Regions from separate parts of the Siniperca chuatsi genome. Here region 1 is linked to region 2. A link is a contact called in public Hi-C data. All regions are on one chromosome and are shown on one strand. Each heading gives the region's core, a stretch centred on a gene start, on an enhancer-like site or on the middle of the called end of the contact. The rest is flanking DNA. Distances are from core to core; before and after follow the strand shown.

What was found. A called contact is a pair of places that touch in the nucleus more often than the background predicts.
Region 1: a contact with region 2 is called in a Hi-C map of skeletal muscle, with 6 times the contacts expected there. The contact joins the promoter of stk10 here to the enhancer-like site in region 2. A contact is called at or near these places in 2 of 3 Hi-C or Micro-C datasets (skeletal muscle and an unstated tissue).

What each region holds. Positions count from the first base shown.
Region 1 is chrLG14:19,383,099-19,389,884 of ASM2008510v1, forward strand. It overlaps stk10 (serine/threonine-protein kinase 10), which reads right to left and starts at 2,368. Exons shown (of 20, transcript XM_044222290.1): 1 at 1,841-2,368. The coding sequence starts at 1,999. zmp:0000001268 (CYTL1 domain-containing protein) reads right to left here. Exons shown (of 4, transcript XM_044222291.1): 1 at 6,675-6,786; 2 at 6,267-6,311; 3 at 5,795-5,941; 4 at 3,930-4,250. The coding sequence ends at 4,206.
Region 2 is chrLG14:19,346,947-19,353,186 of ASM2008510v1, forward strand. It overlaps stk10 (serine/threonine-protein kinase 10), which reads right to left. Exons shown (of 20, transcript XM_044222290.1): 9 at 3,620-3,970; 10 at 3,089-3,496; 11 at 171-295. Among protein-coding and RNA genes, the nearest start is that of stk10, 35 kb to the right of the region's middle. Within about 2 kb of position 1,500, the one cell type or tissue checked has an H3K27ac peak away from gene starts, as active enhancers do.

The DNA of each region.
Region 1 (6,786 bases), core at 1,118-3,617, 37 kb after region 2:
TTGAGGCCTTTCCCTCCCACAGACAAGCTTTTTATCCTGAGGTTCGAGAGCTGTGAAAGGAAGCAGTCCCCTGATGAAGTCCCACGATTTCCTCTCTTGGCCATCATCTGCTCCCACTCTGCCTCCCTCCCCTCCATCTGACAGATGCAGGTGTGGAGCTGTCCTCCTCCATCCCACTCAAGGAGAGGAAGCAGAAGCCAAAGAGGAGGCTTGACATTTGTATAAGAAAGTGCAAACATAGTGGGGACACTGTTGTGTATGCCTCCACACTCTAACATTCAAATAATTCCTGTGAATTTACAAACTAACTTTTAAAAAGGCGTCTTCAAACCTAAAGCACCTTGTGTTCAGTCAGTCCCTCACCTTCTTAGAAGCAGACTGAAAGCACTGTTTGTCTTCATGGTATACCATTTGCTTCACTTGTGTTTGTGTTGTTTTTATCTCTGTTGTCAAAAGACTATCCACAGGACGCCTCACATGCTTGCTCCGCTCAAAAGACACATTATAGGATAACTTACATAATGTACTTAATGTTTAATTCAGACCTGTGGCTACATAAGCAAGACTTTAACAATTTTCTTTTAATTTCATTGCAAACAAGTCACCATTCCACTGAGACTCAGACATTAATTATGAAGGTAAGATGGGGGATAGAAGGAGGGCTGGAAGGATGAACTTTCAGAATTCATCTTCCTGTGTCTGTGCTCCTGTAGCATTGCCCCAGTGTATGCATACTGTCCAGTAAAAACAAAATACCTAAATAAGGTGGAGTCCTCTAAAAAGACTACATTTTCTGTTCAGCACAGACCTCTGGTAAGGCATCACTTCTTCCACTGAGGCCCCCGATGTGTCAAAGACTTTCACTGTGCTCCACTGGGCATTGCAGACACAGAGCGCCTGTGCCATGCTTCACAGAGGAGACTGACCAGCTAACAGATCCAGATTAAATAACTCATCTGAGCCAAAAGTAGTGCTGCTGAGGTTTGAGAGGACAGAACTAATGAAGAGTGCTTTCACTGTCACTGTGGCTGCTTCACACTGGGGTCAAGGAGTGAGGGAGTCGGGTGGGTGATTGAAGATTTTTCTAAACCTTCTGTACTGCAGATGTCTGCAGAAAAAGTGAGCGAGTCCCTTTGACGTACTTATAGTAAAACTATGAGGATTTAAAACTGTCAAACTTGAGAAAAGACAAAACAAGTTACTTCAACAAGCCACTCATAAATAAAAGGAATAAAACTGAAGATGAAGTTGATCTCAGCAGAAGGACATAGACTGTGATGGACTAACATGTACAATGAATTATTATTTTTCTCAACAGGTAAAACCATTCGCCCACTGGTCGTGTTGAAAAACTTTTCCATGATACCCAAAGCCACAGTTTGGTGACTACCTGACTTTGTTTTGCAGGGAAACACTGGACCAACGACATAGTTGAGGTATTAGTCATAATCTCAGCAATGCTGGGATGGTGAAGCATCCAAAGGTGTTCAGAAGTAGTTCACACCTCTATTGTAAGCTATATTCTAAGAAAGAGATATGTGCATTACAATAGAAACACTAGCACACAAAAGGAAATTGATGTATGAGCTTATAATTGATTTAATCGTGGAGTAGCACAGACAAGCTAACAATCTTTATGGGAGAACATGAGCGTGACTTGGAATTTGGGGAGATTTAAAACTTTCTTTTCTTTGCTTTTCTAACAGAATGTTACTGGACTTGACAACAGGTGGGCAACTTACTAATAAAGCTTGACAGGATTGAGAACTATAAACAGATTTTATCACTACACTAGTGTAGTCAGTGTGCAGGTGCCTCATGTCTTTGAGATCAGACTTACCTTGTAGACCTTTCCAAACGCGCCGTCGCCCAACTCGCCAATAATTTCCCATATGTCGTTAGGATTGATGTCCCGATGGACGTGCTCGTACTGCTTGACTTTCTTTTTGATTTCAATTGTGGGCAGACGGAGTATTCTGCTGAATCTAGCGAATGCCATTATTTAAAGTGCAACACAATTCAGTATCAAAAGGTTCTACACAGAGAGCATTACGCACGCAGAGACGCGCAGCCCGTCAAAAAAACGTATCTACTAATTTACCAAACTTCACTTTCCGCGTCCTGGAGAAAAGAAAAAGTAAAAGAGAACTGAGCTAGTTAAAAGAAGTTATTCCACTCCGTCCAAGTCAACCCGGGGTTCTGAAGGCTCTGCGGTCATAACCCCATTCACAAACTGCGGTTAGTGTTGGACGCGCGGTGACCACCTGCCGCTGGAAACACGATGGAGTAGTCGCCTGCCTGCCTTCCGGCCAGGGCAACTTGTTGCTTCAAACTGTGCGAAAACGCCCCACCTTGTTACTCAACAACCCTCCCACTGCCGTCATGGAAATGTAGTTTCTTTGACAGAACAAGTCGTCGTCACTGTTGCGCTGATGAGGTAAAGGGACTTCATGTCCGGGTTGGTGCTGGGCGTGTCCTCTGACTGGGTCTCCCACAGCTCAAACAGCTGAAAGCAAAACTACTAAACTTCTATTGGAATGTGAATTTTTTGTGACCCAAATGTATTGGTCGTTTACATCCTACTGCATCACTATACTGTTTAATGCTATTGGTTATAGGGTTGTTTTTTATTAAAGAACAAAACAAGTGACACTCTTTGGGTGATAGTTCATTACAGTTTATTTTACTGAAAATCTTAAATGCATTAATCAGTAGTTTTAAAATCATAATTGATCTATTCTCTTTTCCTTTAAACTACATGATGGCTCAACTAACTTACTCTTCACCTGTACAGGCAGTACTACAGCGCCCTCCAGTGGCACATTCAGCTCAGTGAACTTGTACCCGTTGAGCATGTGGAAAACGACCAGAGTGAGACAAAGCAACTACAGAAAATGAATATATATTTTAGTGCTGAAATGATTAGTCATCGATCGACAGAGTATTAATTGACAGATTTTTGTTAAATAAATTACTTAAATTAGAGTATTCAGTTATTAAGCAAAAATAACAAAGATTCTCTGTTTCCAACTTCTCAGGTGTGAGGATTTGTGGTTTTATATCATTTTAAATTGAATATGTTTGGCTATTAGTCTGTTTGTCAGACAAAACAATCAATTTGAAGACATTAGCTTGGGCTCTGGGAAAATAGTCACTGACATTTTTCACTATTTTATAGAATTCATCACAACTCCTGTGAATCCCCAAAGAACCTACAGTAAAGAGACATGCTCATGCAAGTCCATACAAGCCTACAGAGGTTTCTACTAATCTCCTCACACTAATAACATGTCACCATTGTAATTGCGTGTATACTTTGTTCAGTTACTATGACTACAAAAAATTAAGCTCCAGCATGTTAACTTGATGCACTTTATCTTCCTCTAAAAATCCCTTAGGTGCCTGTTGGCTTTAAGTAATTTTGATCCATTCACACAACAATAAATGCTCGGTGATGATTTTGAAATACCCAGAATAGACCTTATGTCAAGACATTTTGACATTTCACAGTAGGGAAAGCACAGGTGTAATTAATGAAATTAACGATGGCTGAATTCCATTTCGCTGCTTCAGTTTCAGGGTCATTGTTGGCTCACTGTCTTACTGGGACACTTGAATTGTACAGAGCCATTGTTAATGTTATTAGTAACCTGTGCTTTTTCCTACTATGACAAGTCAAAATGGCTGTTAAAAGGGGCTATTTTTAACAATCCTTAAAATATGACATAGTATATTTTACCTGGATTCACTTAGTATATGTATTTAATATTTTGCTTGAATCAGGGGTGTGGACTCACTAACCCTAAATCACTGCATTTTATATCATTAGTGGAGTAATTAGAACATGTAAATAAAATGTTTTATTAGAATAAGTCAGATGCATATTGTGTGTATTGTGTCATTATCTTGTTAAATGAGAATAACAAAAGGCATTTTAATAAAGTTTATTATATGAAATGTTTCCAGTCAGATTCCATAGGAAAGATGTGGTAATTAGTGGTAATATTAAAACCGCAATATAGTCATAAAACAGATGATTAAAGTACATTGTTTAGTTACACAACCATAGTTACCATAGATATAAATATAACATCAGCCTTGTGTCTTTCAATCATTGCAGACGCTTGGAGAATGTACATAGAAGGACTGCATTGCTGTCTCTCTAATCACCTTGAGCAGACAGTAATATTGTCCTTTCAGGTATGTTAGCGCTCCAGCGCAGCACAGTCATAGATTGTGAACACCAAGTCCTACAAAAAAGAAGGTGAAATAAACGTGTGTGATTGAATAATAGTCTCATTCAGATTCATATTTCCTATGTTGTAAGCAGATTAATTTCATATGCCTTCATATTAAATACATTGTTATCTGGATTGAAAGTGCAGGTACAAATAAAAATCCTCAGCAGAAAATCACCCATATGACGTGTGTATACTCACACTCCATTTACTATTTTTATTTCCAGTCTATAATTGACCTTAATTAGAGTTCAACCCTTTTTCTGTTATTGAAGCTTACTAAAATGACCGTAATGAAAGTGAATTAATTCTAACCCTTTGTCGAGACATCATGGCCTGGTCTGCGCAGACAGGTCATGTCAGTCTGTTATGGGAAACCAGCCACAGACCCAGATGTGCCTGACTTCACAGTTCAGGTGAGCAGGATCAAACATGCACTGAATGCTTTTCATGATCCGCATCATAAACCCTGTTTAATCCTGTGAAAGGACCCACTGAGTGACCCATTAAGCGGCAGTCAGTTTGAATGCATCTCATCAGTGTTAGTCTGTTTTCCCTTTTCTGTTTCATGTTGGGCTGCAGCAGAGACTCTGGCTCTGTGGATATACTGTAGATAAATATGAATTATTATTATTAAGCTCTTTCATTTATCTGGAAAGTTAGTTGTGCACAATAAACTGAATCAACCTCAGTGCTGAATTACAGCTGTAAGCTTTTTCAGGTAAATATTATTTGGGAATGACAACAACTTGGAATGATCTTGAAGAAAGATGGTTTCGTTGTTGAATCTGGGATGAGGTTAATGTACTGTGCAACAGGAGAGGTGCGCTATGAACCAGTGTAACTACAAATCTCAATAAAAATGTTTTTGCCATTAGCCTTTGTCATAGTAACTGGCTATGGTCATGACAGTTAACACCTCTTATTAACTACCACTTACTAAGTAGCTGTGACACAGGAAATGCAAAGATGCTGATGATGGAGATTTTACAGCACGGCATCATATAGTCAACATGGCTTGTCTTTATTTCATCACAAAGTACACACTAAAAAAGTGCACAAGTAGTGGTGATTGTTTTTGTGCTACTGTAGTGTCCCAAGGTGAAGTTGTGGGTGGTGAAAGGTTAAGCGGACCAAAACAGTACAACTTCTACAAATACTGCTACTACTACAACGTTTACCTTCTCTAGTCACAGAGGAGAATGTCACTCTTTCAAAAGAGCACATATTGTAGTCCGTTAAAAGTACAGATAATGTACAAAAAAGTATTTCTGTGCAAACTGATTTAAGGTACATGTAGTATTTTTTTTTTACATAAATTAATCTTTAACATATTTACTTTCAGACATTGATATACTTTCCCGTGCACAAATGAGGTAATGCATATGAGGCCTGTAACCTCAACATCCACTGCAACAAAGGTACAGCCCCAATGAGAAAAGATAAATCCCTGTACTTTCTACCAGATGTTTGACTGCACTTCCCTTTGTGTCCCACCAGATACATCTTTGAGTCTCATTGTGTTGAACTTATTCAGACCATTTGTGTTGTCTTACCCCATGACATTTCTCTGACATGATGATGAAGAGCTGTCTCAGAGTGACACCCAGCTTCCCCACTTCTCTGGTGTAAGCACAGCGGCGCTGTCGCAGGCCTTCCACCAGGGAGATGTAGGTCCTCATTTTGTACATCACACAAGCATTCTGTCAGCATGAGTAGCAATTAGTGTCCCTGTGTGTGATTTACAGCTGAGATTTTCAGTCAAAATACCACAGATGTTAGTGTAGAAAAGTTTGGGGCAGCCAGATAACTCAAAACAGTTTGAAAGATAAACATAGACTGAAAGTACTGATCAGAAAACATATTTTCTTTTTATGTTGGTACTTTGACTGAGGGGTTTAAGTACAGTATGAACGTTATCTTAACATTTAACTTTGGTTGCCTTTCAAACATTTAAATCTAGTAACATTATGATTCACAATAAATAGGTTTTTGTTACAGTTGTGGGGAATTTGAAGTCATACTTACATGGACGTCAAGGTAGAGATCTGGCATGTGTGCCATGCAGAAATGCTGGATGAAAAAAACAATATGAATCATGAAGTTTCAAAATGCAACATTGGCAGGATAATCTAATGTAGTTTTTATATCCATATACCAATACTCTGAGAAATCACAGGTGTCTCACATCACTAAATTAAACCCAACTAAAATTTGTTCACATTTAGCCTGCTATGCTATATAATTAATGAAGGAATAAAATAACTATTATCTCCATTGTGGTCCTTAGTACAATATTTAAAACACTAGATAAACACCAAACAAGTAAAAATTCAGTATGGCACACAAAAATAGATACTAAACACCACCACAGAGTTAAATCTAATCCATATAGAGCAAAAATCTACAAGAGTGACAACACAGCAGCTGACTTACAGTTTCAGGGTCCCTCTTTAAATCTGCAGCCCAATGGGTGAGCTCTTGTGCCATGCTCAGTACCTTGGTGTAGCACGTTGGTGGGTAGAAAGGGTAGCTCAGTACCAGCGGC
Region 2 (6,240 bases), core at 250-2,749:
AATAGAAACAAATTTCACAGAATAGAATAGAAACAAATTTTTCCAGGAAATAAAAAGAGGAAACGAGATGGAGACAGACAGCACATATGTCCAACTCTGCTTATCTAGATATTGAGTAGATATAAGTTTGTGTGCTGAATGTGTGTTCTGTAGACATGTCATCCACACACCTCAGGAATCTCATCTCCTCATCTTTCTTCTCATCATCCCTGATGATCTTGGAGGTGGTCACACTCACTTGTACGCCGTCAATAACAAACTTCCTGGTCCGCTTCAGAGTCTTATTCGAGAAGTTCTGAGAGGCAGACAAACAAAGAGAGGAACAAAGGTTACGAAAAAGGATGACATTAGATTAAATCAGACCTCAAGTACAAGACAAATCTGTGCTTGCACTTGTGTACATGCATCACTATGTGTTTGAGAGTACAATGAAAGTCTGCCGGGACATTATTCTAGTAGTTGTTAGTTCAGTAATTAAGAGAGACATTTTGGGGGGCAAAGAGTATGGAGGTGGAACTAAGCAATGAAACACATGACATAGCTCACTGTGTCACAAAGTTTTAAAGTAATTTAAAAGAGTACTCCATCGATTTAGCGTTGCACTCCTATAACAGTGTCAGACGCATGATAGACAGTTCAAAGATCAAAATTGATGCAGCAGAACCAGAGATTTTTCTTCCTTGTCAAAATCTGGTGCCTACGTTACCCACAATTCAACTCAACCGCCACCAGCTGTGTGTGTATGTGTTTTGACAAAGGCATTCATATTCCTGTCAATCTGGTTCTACTGTAACAAGCAGCAAGATGCTCCATCTGTCACTGTAATAGGGAGCGCCGTGCGGAAAGCAAATGTCTGATAATGACACAACCTCATCCAGTAAACATGACACAATGAGACTTAGCTTCTTTAACTCTTTACAACAATGCTGGGTGAAAGCCTACTTTATATACAGTAAATTTGGTTGGTTTTCACATTAGGACTTGCAGTCTGCTGGTTGAGAAACTTGAAACCAGTTAAACATTTTTCCTAGTTACTGGAACAGTCACTTTTTGGAGATTCAAGGTTTTAACCAAACGCAAGCAGTCTATTTCTGATCATGGGCATACCAAGAACCGGCCAATGACCTTCTTCTTTGCTCCCAGATCAAAGTTGACCAAACTCAGTCTAATTTAGGAGGTATGAGCAAGACAACGCAGGCCAATCCAACAATGTCTAAGGACATCATACTATGTGATACATTCCATGTTTAATATGAGTCAAAGCATGACCTCACCTTACAACTGAACAGACAAAATTGTTATGACTAACAAAGCTGTGTTGTTGAATGGTTACATGTACATTTACAGTGTCCCCTATCTAAATCAGCCTCTGTGGACAATATTTACCAGACTCATAAGGCAGGGTTTACTCTGCAAACACTGGGTAGCTCAAACCTGGATGTCGTAATTTCCTGGTTTATAAATAGTTTATATATAAGGAGATAGGAGAGGAGGGAATTAGTTTGTGCAAACTGTTGTCCACTCTGACAAAGCTTCTGAACCCTCTACAGCTGAGCAAATAGACTACATATGAGTCCGTGCGAGACTACTGCCACTGATGACAGTTACTGGAAGCTACTTTTGTACTGTTCTGCTGTTGATTCCCTTTCTACACAACTGATTCACAATGGCAATAAATCTATGTGCTTGTGTGTTTGTGTGTGTTATTAAGTGCACACTGGCACTATAATCAGAGGACACGTGGGTCATTCTGTAGCTCAGCTGCGTTGTTTGCGTTTGAGGCTCTACGTGACTGTGCTAACTTCCTATCACTCGTCATTCACAAAATCACACACACACAGCTCTCATGTACACACAGATTAATTCATGAGCACATCCGCGTGCACACAGTGATGCTCTCAATCATACACACTTGTGCAGTAACACACACACACTCACACAAATGTGAGTGTCCTCTCGTCCAAAACGACAAAACAAAGAAAGCCCAGTCACTCTCACTGCAGGCTGCTGGCCGAGTCCCCTGCTGAATAATCTGTTCTGGAAAAACTTAACATACCCCAAACAGACACTACTCCACGCACAATAGGATTTCAATCATGGTCAGTCCATAAGCCTCCAGAAGCAGCAGAGTGACAATGAGCTGCATAGAGACTTCCATACAGATTCCAGACACACTGGTGAATACTGAACTGTGCCCACACAAAGGGCACTGTTGGTTCTGATGAATGCAAAATGTTACATATTCTGCTTCAGAAAGGCTTTGTGTCTAATGATAAAATGGTCTCTCTCTTCACTCCCTTCAGCTTCATAATGTCCCTCTCTCACTGGGACTGTCAGGCTAAGCACAAATTTGGTGAATGCTAAGTGGTCTGTGGGTAATGGGAAATCTTCTTTATTAGGCTAATAAACCTTTAAAAATCAATTGGATTATGTTAAAAATGCATTATCATTAGGTTTAAAAGAAAGCTTGTTTTCTTTTGAGATTTGGTTTTCACTTTTCACAGAGGGATTTTGATATATTAAAAGTGTTTGTCAATAATTCAGCCCAAATTTACCAATTAAATCCATGTTCACCATAAATTATAACCAATTAAAAAGAAAAATGTAGGTTTTAAGAGCATTAACTAGTATCATCCTCCGTATCTTCCCTAAATGCAATGTGTAGCCTAATAGAAGACTATCTATCTAGGAAGACTAGGCTATCCTCTGTTTCAGATGGTTAACACCCACAACCCAAAACACAACACAATGCAGTTTCAGTTCCTCTGTGGGTGCCGAGAAATTGTTTTTCCAAGGGATTTTCCTACAGAGGCAGGGAGCTGCCTCTGAACCTCTTTTACACTTCAATACTGGTCTGTTTCACTTTAAAGACACATACTGCTGAAACACTAACAAGATATGTCCATATCATTCATCTTCCCCGCATCAACAAACAATTATGTAAAGCCATTATCATTATGGTACTATAAATAAGAAGACAGAAGGTATATTGATACAGGACAGATCAGGCTGCTTACTAGGTACTGAGTAAAAAGCGTAGCCTATGTATTTCCTCAAGTAGAGAAAGTTTTGCTTCATGTTGACTCACCCTTGAGATATTCTCCATGTCCATACTCTCTGATGCCATGCTGCCTGAATAAGAGTACCGTTTGTTGATAATCCCTCCATTGATATAAGTAGAGGTAGTGTCAGCATTTCCTCCTGTCGATGTCCGCTCTGGGGTACCTTTGGTTACGCTATCATTCGGCCCAGAACGGGGTCTGGGTACTGGGGTAGGAGCAGAAGAAGGAGGGGGAGTCGGTGTAGGAGTGACAGTGGGACTTGAGCTTGGTGTTGGTAAGCCTCCGTTAGCCACAACGTTGCTCTCCTCCTCGGCCACCTGGATCTTCGGCCCCTCTGGGTCTGTTGAGTCTATGATGACGTCAACATGCTCCTCAGATGCCTCGGGCTGGGGGAGAGATGGTGGCTGTTCTTTCTCTGGGGTCTCCACAGCAACCTTAAAATTAATTTTAGTATTATTATTAAAAAAATCTTTGAACACACCACAGTCAATACTTTAGGAATATCCATCTGTAGACAAAGTAATATTTCATTTTCTAACTAAAACTTCAAAGGGCACCTTTTCCTCCTCCGATGTGGGGGTACTCTTCCCATCTTCAATGCCCGAATCCGAGCTGGAAGTCTTGGTTGAGTCCTCGCTCTCACATTTCTTAGACTCAAGAGTGACTTCATCGGTCAGTTTGTCGCCCAGCTCCTCTGAATCTTTTGAAGGGAGATTCTGCCGTGGTAGGGGAACAGGAACCACCATGACAGAGCCTGGCTGTTCCTCTGTTGGTGTATCTGGCTCGGCCTCCTTCCTGGGTAAAGGTATTAGTGTGGTTGGGGAGGGCGTGGTAGGGCTCGGGGTGTCCGGAGACTGCTCTCTTTCCAAACTGGTCTGGCTGGTCTGGCAAGGCTTCTTGTCTGGAGACTTAAGGAATGAGGAGGAGGGAGAAGAGAGGTGTTGTTATGCACTGATGTGACAAAACATTTGATGTTTTTAGGCTTGAAGTCATTGGTGGTCTCCCAAATATTAAAGTCCAACTGAAATCACATTTAGTCTTCCCTTTTTGTAGTAAAAAATTATGTAAACATGTTTTTTTAATGTATTGATAATAGTTTTTTTATTATTAAAAAGGAAGGGAAAAGGTATTTGGGGAACTGCGGCAGGAGGATTAGATTGACAAAAGCTGCCGGTGTTACACCATAGAGAAAGTAAACAAACTTGCGCTGTAGCCTACATGTCATTGGCAGACAGCGTGCTGTTAGTGGTACTGAAGAGTAAGGACCACACTAGCATCTAACCGGACTGAAGTGACATTTACAGGTACATTTACATGCTGTTAAATGTGCTGCAGCTGAGTAGCTAATTAGCTGCCTAGCCTGCAAACTGATGTTAGCAGTGCACTTTTCCCCGGTGAAAGTTTGGTTGGTGGCCCATTCAACAAGCTATGGTGCACGACAAGACGTTTACATGTTTGTTAGTTAGATAAGAAGGAGACTTTGGCAGGAAAACTAATGTGGGTTGTTGTAGCTCTTGCGTTGTGTAGCTGCAGTCTGGCTCAGTGTGATCGCCTGCTCTGCCTACGATAGAATGCTGACATAACTGCTTTATGCAATATTTAATGTTTTCAACCTTTGGTTTTAGCCCTAATGCTCATTGCTCCTTAGTCCTTCAGGCATCCACCTTCAGTGAAGTAACCTTAACCTTAGCCCAGTCATTCCTGCTTTTACTTTTTTGCACTGCTACTTCTCACTGTGGCTGAGATGGCTATCTAATCAGTAATACTGTAATTACACTAATAATTACAGAGGTGAAAAGCCTGTGTAAATCATGGCTGACAACCAGGGACAGAGAGTTCCTAAATGGCATTATTACCAAGAACTGTGTGCTTTATTTTGCTAAGTGTTCATCACAAATAAGTGAATAGTGCTATTGGTTTGTGTGCAACAATGTATATTTAAAAATGTATTTACTTAACTTTTATTTAACCAAAACAGGGTTTCTGCATTCACCAAGTTAAATTAATGACTTTTTAAGACATTTTTATTAGCAAATAGAATGCAATTTAATACCCGTTTCATGGTCATACTGGCCAAAGTATGAAAGATATCAATGAAAACAAGTGAAGATGATAAGGCCTGGAATTATTTACCAAAAGCATGAATTTATTAACATTTATATCACAATTTTAAGTCTTTTCAACACCTGCAGATACCCCTGTAAAAAGGAAGGTCTAACTAAGATTACGGTCACGTTGTGAAAAAGCTTTTACAACATGACCTGCCAAGACAGAATAATAACAAAAAACAAAACAAAAATTAAACTGTAAAATCCTGAATAAAATTACCGATAAAAAAACATAAAAAGGTCACACCCCAGAAGTAGCCGACGTTAGACAACTTAAAAGCACTCTAAAAACATTAATAAAAATAAATAAGAACGATCTTAAAACTATCGAAGAATAAATTAATAACACTAACTAATAATGACTGACTAATATACTCAAAAACATCAGAAACCAGAAGGGGAAGTATAGTGTTTCTGCAACAATTATATTCACAGGAAAAGGCCATTTTTCACCATTTTAAATCTAATAACGGAAGATTACAGACATGTGTGTTAGACATGGGAGTTCTATGGTCTGTAATTATAAAACACCACTGAACATGTTATTAAGTATGTGCACAGCTATCTATCCATTAGTGCTATTATTATTATTCTGCTTCCTGAAATACCTCTCCGCTGTTTTCCACTAGAGGTAAACAATACCATTGGACATCTTCATGGTCAGATTCAGCCTTTCTAATGTCTCAGCAAACATCTCTGTCTGACTGTGTACGATATATAGGAGGAGATAAATGGTCAGGTAACTGCTTGGCTGGCTTTCAGGGCCTTGTAAGTGGATGCGTCAAAATGTTGCTGTGTGCATGTATAAGAGTGCCCTTGCTGGAAGAGATGAGGAAACTGTAATGATATCATAGTTAATTAAACAGGGGTCTGAGAAATTTGATGTTTGGACTCAGTTGGCCATTTACAGTCATTTACAGTAAAGTAATGCACTGTATATACAGTAACATATTCAGAACAATGTCTGACCTTAAATAATATACTCCTATCAGGGCTTTTAAGGGTGACAGCATTTCTATACAGGAGCAAGGCTGAAGGCAACACCTATATTTAACCATGTGTGGGTGTGG